Linked DNA regions of Mus musculus: region 1 is linked to region 2. The links are chromatin contacts, called in public Hi-C maps. All regions are on one chromosome and are shown on one strand. The core of a region is the stretch at or near the end of the contact, and the rest is flanking DNA. Distances in the headings are between cores, read along the strand shown. Region 1 overlaps Smyd3 (SET and MYND domain containing 3). Region 2 overlaps Kif26b (kinesin family member 26B).

Region 1 (6,793 bases), core at 1,094-3,593, 760 kb before region 2:
TATTCTTACCAGCCATGTATGAACCTTCCAGTGTCTTCTGATCCTTCTGATCCATGTGAACGTGTCTAATTGTCATTGTCAATATCCTCGTGTGTTTGAAAGACTATACTTTTGAGGTTTTTGATGGACATTTTCTTAATGATTTATGAGGCTGAATATCTTCCATGTGTCTGTTGGCCTTTTGTATATATTCTTCTAGAGAATTATACAACATATATTTTATTTCTGTGAACTTTTTGTTGTTGCTTAACCACCTTTCAGATGGTAATAAAATTGGTGCTTTCCTTGTGGAGTTACTGTAAGGATTTAGAGAGGTAATATACGTGAGATGCTCAGAGCCTCGGCTGCCGTCGAGAAGATCCTTACTCTTGGCTGTGGTTATTATAGCAGTTTCTTCATGTGGCTAATGCTTCCTACTGCTCCTAAATTCTCCAGTGAGAATTTGAAAACTCAACTTCAGTTCCTAGTTCTACCAATCCTGTCTTTGCTCCATATGCTCAATTGCTTGTTTACTTGTTCCAAGGCCTTATTGTGATAGAATCTAGAAATATGAATTAACAAAGTGAATGTCCCCCCCACCCCCAGCAAGCCTTTAGACAGTACCAGAAAGGCAATCAGACAGTGGTATGCTCATTTATGTAGGCATTGAGTACTGGGCTGTGAGAATAGGTGGAGGGTTACACAAGGCTTTGTAGTCAAGCTGGATGGTAAGTAGGAGATTCTTCTCCATACAGCAGCCTCAGTGTTGTGGACAGAAATTGTTCAAATGCTTAGCAAATATTCAGGGTAAAGTGAGACCCTCAGGGGACTCTCCCCATGGCAGTGGAGACTAGAGGCTCTTGGCCACTTCCCCTGATTGGGTTTGAAAGTCTCCTAGGTAGGAGTTATTTGCCTCATGGAGAAGCCTGAGCTGATGCACAGGCCTAACATCCTTGAGTGGCACTAAAGTGGATAAACGCAGTGACTCAGAGGGATGCTGGGGCAACCAGGAGCTCAACCTATGACAGTGTTGTCAGGGCCTTGCCTTTCTGCAGAGTCATCTTCAGTGTCAACAGAAAGACCACCGTCTCCAAAAAGAGGTTGCATCTGAGTAAGGATGATCAGAAAAAGTAGAGTCAGGAAATCTGTCTCTACCAGGTTCTGGGGATCGGGGGATAGGTATGTAGTAGGTGATGCCTTCTTTTTGGAAGTGAAGGAGGATGATTGCTGACACCTTCCCGGCGTTGTAGGTAGTAGGTGATGGCAAGCTAACGATGATTCCCAAGGTGGTTGATTACCCAGAGGCCTTTGGTATGAGCAACAAAAGTAATCTACATATCCAACCCAAACCTTGGCCTGGCTCCTTTTTACTTAGAGATCCTTAAGAACCTAGAGCTTTCTCACACGTGGAATAAAACAGTATGCTCGTCAGTTCAAAATGCGATACAGCAGAAGGAGCCAGAGTTAAAAGCAAACAGAGTTTTCACACATCTCCATTCCTTATTCTATTTGGGTCTTCCATAGTGAAGGAACCCGTTCATGAGTATGGAATCAGTTGTTTATATAGTCATACACACTCTGCAGCTTCCGGAAACGCCATCCCTTGATTTGGGTTTGTTTTGGGCCTTGTTTTATATAGTTACTGCCGCGGAGAAATATTAATAGCTTCACTTCAGATAAACACAAGTGGTTTTGAGGACTACAAGTGTTTGTGGTGTTTAGGTAATGTAAGTTGATTTGGCAACCAAATGTTTTGTGTTGCTGGGAAGATACGGAAGTGTAGAATTACTGCTTAGTGTTCCATATGTCCTCTTCCTCTTCCTCTTTTTCATTTCCCGTTTTTCAAGACAGGGTTTCTCTCTGTAACCCAGGCTGTCCTGGAACTAGCTCTCTCTAGACCAGGCTGGGCTTGAACTCAGAGATCTGCCTGTGTCTGCCTCCCAAGCGCTGGGATTAAAGGCGTGCGCTGCCACCATCTGGCTCTCTATGACTTCTAAATTTCCACCTGCTCCCCTGCTTACTCTTCTCTGAGGGTGTCCTTTTACTCTGAGTGGGATCCAGAAGTGTTAGCTTGAATGGGAAAGCACTTGATGTTTCTGGGCCGGGTTGACAGATAGAAGTGTCTTTTGAGTTACAGTGTGGATGGCCTGTCTGTGATGACAGCAGAGGCTTTCTTTGTCTTGTTACTATTTAAGTTGGTGAAGGTTATTTTCATCACCAGTAAAAACTGACTTGCTCAAGGGTTTCTCAACCTGTGGGTCTTGACTCCCTTGGGAGTCACACATCTAATATCCTGCATGTCAGCTATATGACTATACTATAGCAAAATGAGTTATGAAGTAACAATGGAGTCCATTTATGGTTGGCATCACCACAACATGAGGAACTGTATTAAAGGGTTGTATCATTAGGAAGGTTGAAAACCACTGGCTTACAACTAAGCCAGAAAGGAAGGGGATGGAGGAGGGAGGGCAGGAAGAGGACAGGGCAGGGGAGAGGAATTGACTACGTCCTAGAGAGGGGACAGATTTTGCTGTAAGACATTATTTGCCAATGTTGGTGCTTTCACGAAATAGGGGTGTGTGCAGGTTTGAAAGAGCAAGGGGAGAGATGCGTGTGGGGACAGGGGTAACTGGAGGTTGTCTTCCGAGAGCTAGGCAGTGTGTGCTGTCTTTCTGGACCTGAACAGATGACGTCATGCTTGTGGGGACATGGTTATCCATGGAGGTTATGTGCCAAGAGCTGGGCCGTGTGTGCTGGCCTTCTGGGCTGACCTGAACAGATGACGTCATGTAACCTTTCACTTTAATCATTACTTTTTCCCTTTGAGGACCCAGCAATTTGTTTGATGGTCTTGTTTTATTTAGCTGATAGTAGGGGGTTTGGGCTTTGCCTCTGTGATAGCCATTTTCATACTGAGTGGTGAGGGTGCATTTCAGGGCTGCAAGGATGGCGTCCTTTCTCTTTATAATGCTGTATGTTCTCGTTTGATTTTCATGGGGCCGAACTCTCTGAATCCTTTATCTATTCGCTGACTGTTTTTAGGTCACCTACGAGTTGCTTGGCTAGATATCAGGTACTGAGAAGATTAAAAAAGAAGACACTGCAGGGCCACGCTTTGCCAGAGAGTGAGATCAGGAACACGAGCCACATAGTCAGAGAGCAGTTCACTGCGACTTACTTTTTACTTGCAGTTTATACTGTAAGTTTAAATATTCTGGGACGCCAGACTTCATGGCAGCTGTCTTTTGGGAGAGACAGATGCACTTTGAAAAATTCACTGTAAAATACATTTTAAAAGCATCTTCTGTGTTTACTTGTCATTTTGATTTCAAAATTGCTCCATTGAGGGAAAAAATGTGGCTGTAAAAACCAGTTTAAAGTTTGCAGAAGGAACAAGTTATTAAGAAAATAGCAAAGTAAATAAAGTAAATAAATAAAGGCTCCAGCAGGGAGCTGTGTTTGCCTCGCTAGTCTGACCAGAGTTCGAGCCCCAGGATCTTCTGTAGCTCACTAAAAGCTCCACAGCGATCTGACTGGGCCAGCCAAGGAGAGTCACAACAATTGGAAGGATGCGACATTCAAAAGAAGATCTTGAAGAAACAATTAAAATTTGTCATTTAAAATATCATGTGGTTTTTGAGAAAGCATTCAAGTAATGACGTTTTAAAAATGGTTTCTCTGATTTTCTCTAGGTGAAAAATAGATGTTTTAACTCACTGCTATTGGGATTCTTTTAGTTTCCTCAAGGTTGATCAGTTACAGAGTCCCATCTCCCGAGATTATTATAAAGGAGCAACGACCTAGGCGATGATGCCTGTGTGGTGAAGTGGGTGAGCTTACCTGCAGAAAGCAGTTGTCTTTTCTCTACTGGAAGGTGTTTCATAGCAGCCTGATGTGTAGGAAGAAGAGAACATTGGTGTTAAAATTTTCTTATTCTCTTTTGTCATCTAGGTAGAAAAATCAAAAAAATACTTGCTTCTCTCTTGTCTTTGCTCTCTCTCGTCTTTGCGAGTGATTGGTATTGATTCTCCAGCTTGACAAGATTGAGAAGCACCGTGGATGCAAACCATCGGGCATGTCCGCAAGGAATGTCCAGAATAGATTAATTGGGGTGTGAAGATGTACCCCAAATATGAATGAGACTATCCTGCTGGCTGGGTGCCTGGACAGAATAAAAAGGAAGAGAGCTGCTTACTGAGTTCATCTCTGTACTTTCTGAGTGCGGACACTGAGACCAGCTGCCTTACCACTATGGCTTCCTGCCGCAAGGGATTATACCCTTGAAACGTAAACCCAGACAACCCGTCCTTCATAAAGCAACTTCGTTAAGTTGTCGAGTAGTTTTTCCAGCAGTGCATAAAGTCATGAATGCATTGACTCTTCTCTCTGAGATGAAAGTATATAAGTTTTAAAAAAAATCTATTTAGATAGGCATGTTACCTCCCTAAGAGGTTGACAGTTAAACAGACCGTGACTTCAGAGCATTTCAGGTTTTACATTATTTGATAAGGTGTGGACAACCCGTTCTGTTATTTACTCTTATTTTAGTTCAGTGAGGTCACACTGCCCACTGTCACGTAGCTAAACTACAGTCCAGTCCCAGGCTCATGTGGCTGTAGTGTTGATGATTTATCCACTACATTAAATTCTCTTAAAACTTTGTTGATGAAAAAGCACAGTCTTAGAGAAATTAATTGATAACGCATTATACACAACAAAAAATGATGCACCATGAGAAAACTCAGTGAGTCCAGGTGAGTGGTGTGAGCAGGTAGCTCACCTCAGAGAGACTGGAACGGGAACGGGAATGGGCGTGTGACGATGTTCTCATCCGAGCAGTCATGAGGAGGGAGCCCAGCAACACATACGCCGAGCCTCACATCTCTGCCTGGCAGTGCCCACTGGCGGGATCAGAGGTTGGTAGGATCCGGATTCAGAGCAACTTTTACACTGCCACAGGAGTGTAACAGCTGCAGCCACTTTGGAGCGCCATTGTTAACGTACAGGAGTGTTAGAGGATGTTCTCAGAACTCAGCCTTCTGTGAAGCTGGACAGGAGAGAGACTGACTGGAAGGAAAGATGGCGACACTCTCACCATGAACTCTTTTATTTTGGGGAAATACAGCTATGTTTTTTTTTTTTTTGTTGTTGTTGTTTTTTGTTTTCCCCATGAAAACATGCATGCCAACGCCTAGGATGTAGGGGGTATAATTTTAAAAAACAGATTAATAAGTATTTTTAAAACGTATTAATTTTAATTAATGAACTATCAGATATAATTGACATAAAAGATCCGTGAGTTCCTTTGGTTGGTCTAAATCTGGATAAAGACCACAATGTTTTGGAAACTGTTGTAATATGTATGCAGGGCAAGTAAGTATTGTTGTAGTTTAACTTATAATAAATAGTAAGAGCATTGTAATTAACGTAGTGGCCATTATGTAGGTTATAGAACCCATTCTGTCAACATGGAAAGGTAAAATAAATTGTGATTTAAATTAACACTAAAATTGAACTGTATGTGTATATATGTATCTGAACTATATAGTATATTTATGAGGCAGTATTTACTCAAGGGTTAGATGGAATGGATGTTTAAATAATATAATCATATTTGTGTCTATAAATATGTAGTATAATTAAATATTCATATGTAAATTATAAAAACAGGTTTTAGTAGCTTCATACTGATTTTTTTTTTAATTTTAATTTTTTTTTTTAATGAGACAAGGTCTCACTGTGTAGTCCTGGCTGACCTAGAACTTGCTTTGTAGATGGGCCTCTAACACACAAGAGGTCCTGCCCCCTCTGCCTTCTGAGTGATGGGATTGAAGTCAGTGCTATCATGACTGGTTTGCCCTCAATCTGACCTCAAGGCAGAAACCAAAGGGATGATAGAACATACTGCTATATTTGAGAAGAAAACATTAATGGTCTAGAGGTTTTAGCTTGGTCTTAGAACCTTCACATAGGTGGTGTGAAGGACTGAGTTCTTAGGAAAGAAAAGAAAAACAATCTTTAAAAAGTAATAAAAAGTTGAATATGTGGGACTTGATATTCTAGAATGTAAAACATCATTGGTGTGTTATTTAAAGCTCACTGGAATTTTCCCTGTGGTACCTATAGTGTTTAGTTATTTTGGCTCCAGCTTTTGTGTGTGTGTGTGTGTGTGTGTGTGTGTGTGTATGTATGTGTGTGTGTGTTTGTGTATGTATTTGTGTGTCTGTCTTGTCTGTCTGTATCTATGTTTTGCCAGAAATTCAGTATAGAGAGCATCACTAAGTTTCAATTACTAGCTAGCAAAGTGACCTACAACTTGTAAAACCTTGTAGCCGATGATTGTTCATATAATGGGGAAAGTTTAAATCTGTGGTCTTGGGAAAAAATGTTAATTTGCTCCTAAACTTGTTACAGATGCCTTGCACAAGGCAAACGGAAGGTATAAGTCATAATTGCCTTTTAATATCCTCGGAGATTTAATAGTCTCCCCTGGCTTTAAGGTCCATAAAGGAAGTATGCATAAAACACTTTTACTGCTTACAAGTTAGCTCTTGATCAGACAGTTAAATCAGCCATTGCACTGAATTGGTAGAAGCTTCAGTGAATGTCCACTGAGCAGTGGGGTGCAGGCTGCCAGGCAACATTCAAAACTAGGGTCCCATGCTGTTGGTCCACTCGAATTTTAAAGTGATACTTGTTGTCTTAGTCAGGGTTTCTATTCCTGCACAAACATCATGACCCAGCAGCAAGCTGGGGAGGAAAGGGTTTATTCAGCTTACACATCCACACTGATGTTCACCACCAAGGAAGT
Region 2 (7,363 bases), core at 3,739-6,238:
TTAGTTTGTGTTTTGGGGTTTTTTGCTGTTTCTGAGACAAGGCATCACTCTGTACCTCAGGTTGGCTTTGAACTGTCTCTGTTGTCCAGGCTAGTCTGAAACTCTAGATTTTTCTATCTAGGTATGCACTACCATGTCTAGATCAGAACTAATTTTTTTTCTTCAGACTTGAGACCTGCTCTTACTTTTGAATACCGAGACCTGGTGGCATGTGCTCATTGCATTACCTAAAGAAGTGGGGGAAGGGGGCGGGGTCACAGGAAGGAGAAAACCGAGTGGGAAGCCTTTTGTGACCAGTTCCAACATGTTAAATATGAAACTAAAGTAGAAAGCAGTAAAGGTCCTCCTAGGTACAAGAGGTTCTTCCCCAACCCTTTCAGAAGGTACAGGTAGTGACAGTTGGATGCCAATATAGACCTTCATCTATAAACAATACAACATCAATAAACTCCATCTAAGTTATTAGTGATGCCCTGACTAACTCATCAATTGCTTTTTAAAAATCCTAATTTTAGAGAGCTAGTGCAGTCTTGGGGTAAAAATGTTCTTACCTATTTGTCTTAATTCGTAAATCTCCTATTATCAGGCACAATATTGGATCATATCCTAGACAATATACTATGTGTCTTATAGACATACCTTTGCTTAATCCTCCTACTATTGTATCAATTCCAAAGTGAGAGATTTGATCCTGAGGTAGGGTTATCCCTTTGTGCCAAGTCATTTTGCTAGTATATATACAAGACAGGTGATCGGCCCAGTTCAAGCATTTTTAGGTCTTTGCTCTTAATCACTATACTACACAGTAAAGCTGGTGGCTAGGAAGTCCTTGACATTGTCTGAACTAACATGAGCTCCTAGGGAGAAGATATGTTAGCTAAGCAAGAAGGTGGCAGGATTGGTAGTTGACAGAGAGTCTCTCCAAGCAAGCAGGCCTGGCTGGAGCTTCTTGGCGAGAACTCTGCAGGGTTACATGGAAGCCTGAAGCACTGAGCTAGGAGCTTCCAGAAGGAGAAAGAAGATATAGCCTACCTCTGCCTCGACTCTGACTTGTAGAGGGAGATCGGGAGTATGTGTTCATTTCAATATCCAGGGAGGAAAACCCTCTACTTCCCTGATTTTAGGGGTGCTTACCTGGTAGGGGTACAGGGTAACCCCATTGGTTCTTGAAAGGGACCAGGTGCCGTCTAGATATTGATGAGCCTGAATGGCCACCGAGTTGAGGATGTTTCCATTGCTGGGACTGGTGGCCATCTGGAGGCTGACCTTGGCCTGGTGGGTTGGGGAGCCACTCTTCTTTTCCGCTCCGTTGCTGACCCCAAGGCTGTTGGGTTTGCCGCTGTGTTTGTTGACAAGGCCTGTGTAGGTAGAAGTGGCATAGGGGGCAGGCACAAAGGCCCACTCCCTGGGCTGCTGGAGCCCACCCATGTGGCGAGACCCCACCAGTGTGGGAATGCTGGAGATCGGAGGGGGTGAGCCCAGAGAGGTGTCATAGTGCTCGCTGCCAGCTGCCTGCTCCAAGGTCAGCACCATTTGGATGGCTTCCTGCTTTAGCTGGTTCAGGTGTGTGGCACAAATGTCACAGCGGTTGTCTCGGTCATTCCACGACTTCCTGATAGTATTGGGAACCTGGAGTTTGTCGTGAATCACAGCAGAGAAAGCAGGGTCCTACAGAACACACAAACAGGAAGAAAAAAAAAAGAGCAATTTGTAACTGGATGGTGGTAAATCCAGTTCAGACGTCTGCCACCCAAGGATTTGACTATTTGATTGACATCACCAGGAAGATGCCAGAGGAAAAGCATTAGATGGCAGACATTATGCAAGAGTTAGAAGCTGAAAACCTTAAAGATACTAAACAGAACACACTCTCATGGTGTTCCTTCCACTCAGTCAATGGGGAACATTTCAGATTCTCCTATGTCCACTAAATAATTGCAGACAATCTGCTTTCTCCCTAGTCCAGCATGGTGGGGGTGTGTACCTCATTCTTGGTGGCAGAGAACTGGCAAAGGACAGAAGTGTCACTTTCGACTGGGAACAGAGACCCTATTCTGCCAAACTTTGGCCTCAGCAGCGTGTGTGCTAAGTCAGCACCACAGGAAAGAAAACTAACCAATAGATTCTAGAACCAGGATCCAGCCTGCTCCAGCAGCCAGCACACCTCTGCCAGCAAACTCTGACCTGTCACTGGCCTCATGAGGACCACCCCCCCCACCCAATCTTCTGGACTGTTGTTCTCATTTCCTGACCAATCCAAGATGCTTCCCCCACAAGTTTTACTTAAAACTACTACTGAAAACTCATCAGCCAGGTGGAGTGGCTCACACCTGTAAATGGCAGCTCTAGAGGAGCTGAGGAGGACTACTGTAGGCTCCAGCCTAGCCTGGGCTATGACGTGAGGCCTCTGTCCCAACCCTCACTCCTGTATCTCATGCTCTGAGGTCATAGCTGAGAGAGAAGTGGGGGTAGTGAGCACTCTGACTCTCATTTGCTTTAACTTCCACAAAAACTAGATTACATGAAGAAACAGCCCTGGTGATGCAAATGGGTGTGAAAGTATTTCCTTATGACCTTGGGAGTCCCATGTACCCTTAGATAAGGCACTCAGCACACGGAACCTCTCCTCAGTCATGCAGCCACTGCGCCCTGCCTTTGCTGAGCTATCCTTTCAGCCCTAGGACTTCTTCCCTCGTGGGGAAAGTGGGATGGCACAGCTCTGCCCATGCACAGATGAACAGACCCACCACAGCATGTTTGGGGCCTGGCAGAGTTTGCAAGGCTCAACAGTTATTATGAGGAATGAATGAGGCTCATCTTTGGAGTCATTTTCTTCAAGGATGCAAAAATACATATATATATCACCCTTCAGAAAAACAGTGTCAGTTTTATAGATCTGAGGCCCATCTGGACGGAGTAGCATGTCTGAAAGGTAACTCGGGGCAGCCATGCAGCCATGGTGGGCAGGAAGATCGGTCAGTGGGAGGTTTGTTCCTAATCACAATCTGTCTGCGTGATGGACCCCAGCGTTTTGTTTTCCCTGTTTAACTACCCTGAGCAGCTCCTCGGTGTGCACTGATTAATTGATTAATAAATCAAGAGGCCTCTTCACAGAGCAGCATCGAGCAAGGCTCGGGAGGCAGAAACTCAAGGCGGCCTATAAAGTGGCTGGAGCGCTGGGAGGCTGAGATGATTGGGTTCCGCCTGGAAAAGCCTTGCAAACCAGACAAGGCTCACTGTGGGGGCCTGCTCGGTGACAGCTGCTTTGTCCAGGCAGTCCTTAATCACAGCTCAAAAGCATGTGGGACCCGAAAGAACCCCTGAGGGGGCCATTCTAGAGGAGACTGTCACCTCAGTTTACCACAAAAGCAGATCCTTTTGGATACAACCTGCGCTGTACTGTGGACCGTCTTGACTACTCACTTGTCCATGATTGTTCACTTCAAGAGTCAAAGAACACATCCGTGTGGGCTTTTCACAGTTTTATAGGAAATGTTCATTTAATTCAAAAGGCATTTATATGCCCCCCCATATGTCACGAAATAGTTTATTGCTTTGCCACATGACATTACATAAGAAAACTTCCCCATCAACAAATACCACTCTCAAATGTTACTTTAAATGCTCATGAGGTATTTTGTCCTTTGGTCATTCCACCATTGTCTAGGTCATTCCCACATTCTACTGCATAGTTTAATATAATCTGAGAAGACATCTATCTGCACACGCTCTTGAGAAGGGCAGTTTAACAGACTCCACAGTCAACAGCATATGCTTTCCAGTCACTAATAATCTCCTGGGCTTCAAGAAACCTCTAATTGCTTATCTTCAATGCTTTTGCTGGGTAACTCAATTGGTAGGGCACTTGGCAAACATGCCCAAAGCCATGGGTTTGACCCAGGGCACCATATAAACCTGAAGTGGTAATGGAAGCCTTCTGTTTCAGGATTCAGGAAGGGGAGGTAGAAGGACCAACTGTTTAAGATCATTCTCAGATATAGAGTGAGTTCCAGGCCACGCTGGTTACATAAGACCTGCCTAAAATATTACCATTGTTAACTCAATCATAAGGAAGACATATTACAGTAAGCCTGTGGCTACAAGAAAAGTCATGTGCAGACTTCGTGGTATTTTGGATTTGGAGTGCTAGGCGTAGGTTCTAAATTTGATTGACACAGAAACACATCTGCCCTCCAGAGCTCATGAGCAACTCTGATTCTGAAAACTCCTTCACCCCTGTCTTTGACTTTTACTGCCCTTCCCTGAAGTAATCCCTTCTATATTCAGCCTGTTACTATTTATAACTCAGTTTCCAACATTTAACAAATTGATATGTTTTAAATTGATAAGCTTCCAAAGTGCCAATCAGTACACCAAGCTGTGAAGCTATGGACAACTCCTGTCCTATGTGAGGTCACATCCAGGAGGCCTTCTTGGCTTCTAGATTATCAAATGCCACACCCTTCTCCTGCCCCTCTAGTCTAATCTGAGGTGACTCCAGGATCCATCAACACAGGCACACTATGAAACTCTGTAGCTCTTTGAGTTACAAGCCATCTTTGAGGGCTCTAGATCCTTAACACTCTTTTCCACCTACAACCAATACCAGACCTAAGACAGCCAGCAAACCGGCTAATGCCACAGCTGGGCCTATTTCTAATATATTGGCTCAGGCTGCCAAGAAGTTGCCAGTGACCCACTGCTATCTCCAGAAGAGGAAGGATAATGAGTCATCAGTTGCTGGCTGGTAACCAAGAGCTGTCTCTTCACTTAAGCAGCTCTTGATTCAAAAGCCCTACGATAGCTAGTACCATCCTTAGGTTTCAACAAGTGCAGAGAGACATATTCGGGAACCAACATGTCTTTCTAGGGCTTTTCTGCACACTATAAATGTTTTAGATTGACTGAAGACTTCAAAGAGGAAGGGTCAATAGTCATTGCCTTCTGCATATGCTAAGACAGAGAGGAGTCAGTGTCATTTGGAGGTAGAAGCAAACAGAGAAGGAAGCTGTAGACAGCATATACTTGCTGGCCTTTCCTGACATGGACACAGAGAGGACTGAGGGCTCAGAAGATGAATATAAGAGGAACTACTACATTAGCAAAGCCAGAGATAGAGAGCTAGCCCCCTAGTCTGACATCTGCCTTGCTTATGGGCATTGAGATACGTGTGCTGTTCTGCCTCTGACCCACCTTATGACCTCAGAAAATCATCAAATTGGAGCAGCATAAACCACACACAGGCAGAACCTCGATTTTATCACCTCCATTTTTACTTCAGCACATATGAAAACGAGCCTTTGGCACCTATGCAATATTTTAGCCTAAATTTTAAAGCTCAAAGTACTCTTATCTTTCAAAGAAAATATGCAAAAATTATTTTTTGTCTCATCTCTCACATGAAGAGGAATTTGAAAAGATGTCTGAGTACCTGGTGATAGTCCTCAGAAGGAAGGAGGTAGTGAAGTTAACGTTCACGCATCTAAGCTGTCACAGTTTGTAATGACTACAAAGGAACAAAGGGAACTCCATAGTGTGGCTGTTGGGTGCCATAATTGCTTTGCTGCTTGTTCCAGGGGGATTTCGAGAAACGTGTCTCCTGTTCTAACCTATGGGGTACTCTCTCAGTCTGATGACTCCCTTAGACTGGGTCATATATCTGGGAGATTTAATTCCCACAGGTAACTACCCCCGTGATCCTGGCCTCAATGACCATACACATCATTACCACGGTGTCTAGGAATTCCGGCTTTTCTGTCCCTGCCTATTCAGCTTCTGCAATATACCCATTCAAAACCATCCTTCAAAATGACAACTCCATACTAAATCCCTTTGTCCCAAAATCTTCTTTCACTCCCGTAATCACTCTCTAAGCAAATGACATAATTAGCTACCCTACTCAGGGTAGAAATCTAAAATCGTCTTTGTCTGCTTTTCATTCACATCCAATCACCAAACTTTCTAAATGGAAGTTTCTAGAAAGCCTCACCCTGTCTATCCTCTTTGTGCTGCTGCCTCCATGCTCCAGGCTAGCCTTCTCTCTGATTCCCACAGCCATGTTAATGCATTTAGCATCCCCCCCTTCACCTGGTCACATGGTCTCCTCACACCTAGTCATGACTTCCCTCCACCCCTACAATAGTTGTAGTAAAATACACATCTGATGCCATCATCCCTCCTTTTTCAATCTTCAATTCCAAGGCCTAGGTGCCTGTTGGTCGTGTTTAATTACACAGTTACTTCTCCATTGGACTCTGAGCTGTGAAAGAGAAACTATTCCTTTGGCTTTTAAGTCCTTCAATGTTTAGCACACTACCTTTTACACAGGAATCTCACAAGAACACTTGTGAAGCGAATGAATGAGTGAGTGAGTAAAGGAAGGAATGAATGAATGATACGGGTGCACTCTAGGTTAAAGCCACTGAATAACAAATTCATCCAATGACCATCTCTCCTTTGCTTTTTATAAATAAATCTCTATGCATCTTAAATGTTCCCCCAGTCTCATGAGCTAAGTAAGAGTGCTGCTGTGGCCTTTAAGGGGCAGGACCTAGCCAGACGTCATTAAGATATCTGGAGAGGCCTTTGAAAGGGACTGTGGCCCCTTCCCACCCCTTTCATTTCCTGGTGGGGAAGTGATCAGGTTTACTCTGACATGGATTCCCCAACACTGCTGTCTGATACCCTCCCGGGAGAGCTAAAGAGCAGTAGCCCACTGACCATGAAGTGTATGAACCATGAGACCACAATACTTTTTCTAATTTTAACTTGGTCATCTCTGGTATTTGCTACAGTGACAGCCAGCTGGCTGAAGGGACACTGAAGCATTTGACTCTCAGGCTCAGAACTCTTCCCAGTCATAACCATTGTGCCTGACTGAAGGGCCTCATGTGGCCAATCTCCTTTTACTGCTTCTGCCTTGATATTAATAGATTCTCGGGCCTCAGCTAATCTTTTCATCTCTTTCCTAAATTTCTAGACCTTTACATAGAATGGACTTAAACCATTACTCCATGATCATCATTACAGCTGAGAAATTCTGGATCAGTATTCCAGTTAGTGGTTCACTGAGGTTGGCCCCTAGCAAGCAGGTGGTAGTAGATTTTCAATGGATGAGGGACCTGTAATGAGGGCTGCAGAATCTGCAGGGCTCAGGCAAGAAAAGCCTGGCCAGGCAGACGGTGGTGTTTATGGATGCTCCTGGTTGCTTTCTGTTCTGTATTTCAGTCTCCTCGGGATCGGTTGCTTAGCAATAAACGCTGATGCCACTGTTGAGGGCAAGGTGATTCCGTGCTCTGTTTTAGCCAAGAGTGCTTTGCATGTGTTCCTCCGAAGCCTCTGGGTCTGTGATGAAGGCAACAGC

Evidence for each region. A called contact is a pair of places that touch in the nucleus more often than the background predicts.
Region 1: a contact with region 2 is called in a Hi-C map of bone marrow-derived macrophages, with 13 read pairs. The contact joins two enhancer-like sites. A contact is called at or near these places in 1 of 484 Hi-C or Micro-C datasets (bone marrow-derived macrophages) and 1 of 9 other capture datasets (embryonic stem cells).

What each region holds. Positions count from the first base shown.
Region 1 is chr1:179,429,916-179,436,708 of GRCm38.p6, reverse strand. All of the region lies in intron 1 of Smyd3 (SET and MYND domain containing 3), which reads left to right. Among named protein-coding and RNA genes, the nearest start is that of Smyd3, 85 kb to the left of the region's middle. Within about 2 kb of position 2,343, at least 37 of the 459 cell types and tissues checked have an H3K27ac peak or open chromatin away from gene starts, as enhancers often do. A contact at or near this core is called in bone marrow-derived macrophages, where this site is marked.
Region 2 is chr1:178,673,131-178,680,493 of GRCm38.p6, reverse strand. It overlaps Kif26b (kinesin family member 26B), which reads right to left. Exons shown (of 15, transcript NM_001161665.1): 3 at 1,135-1,668. Among named protein-coding and RNA genes, the nearest start is that of Gm24405, 40 kb to the right of the region's middle. Within about 2 kb of position 4,988, at least 15 of the 459 cell types and tissues checked have an H3K27ac peak or open chromatin away from gene starts, as enhancers often do. A contact at or near this core is called in bone marrow-derived macrophages, where this site is marked.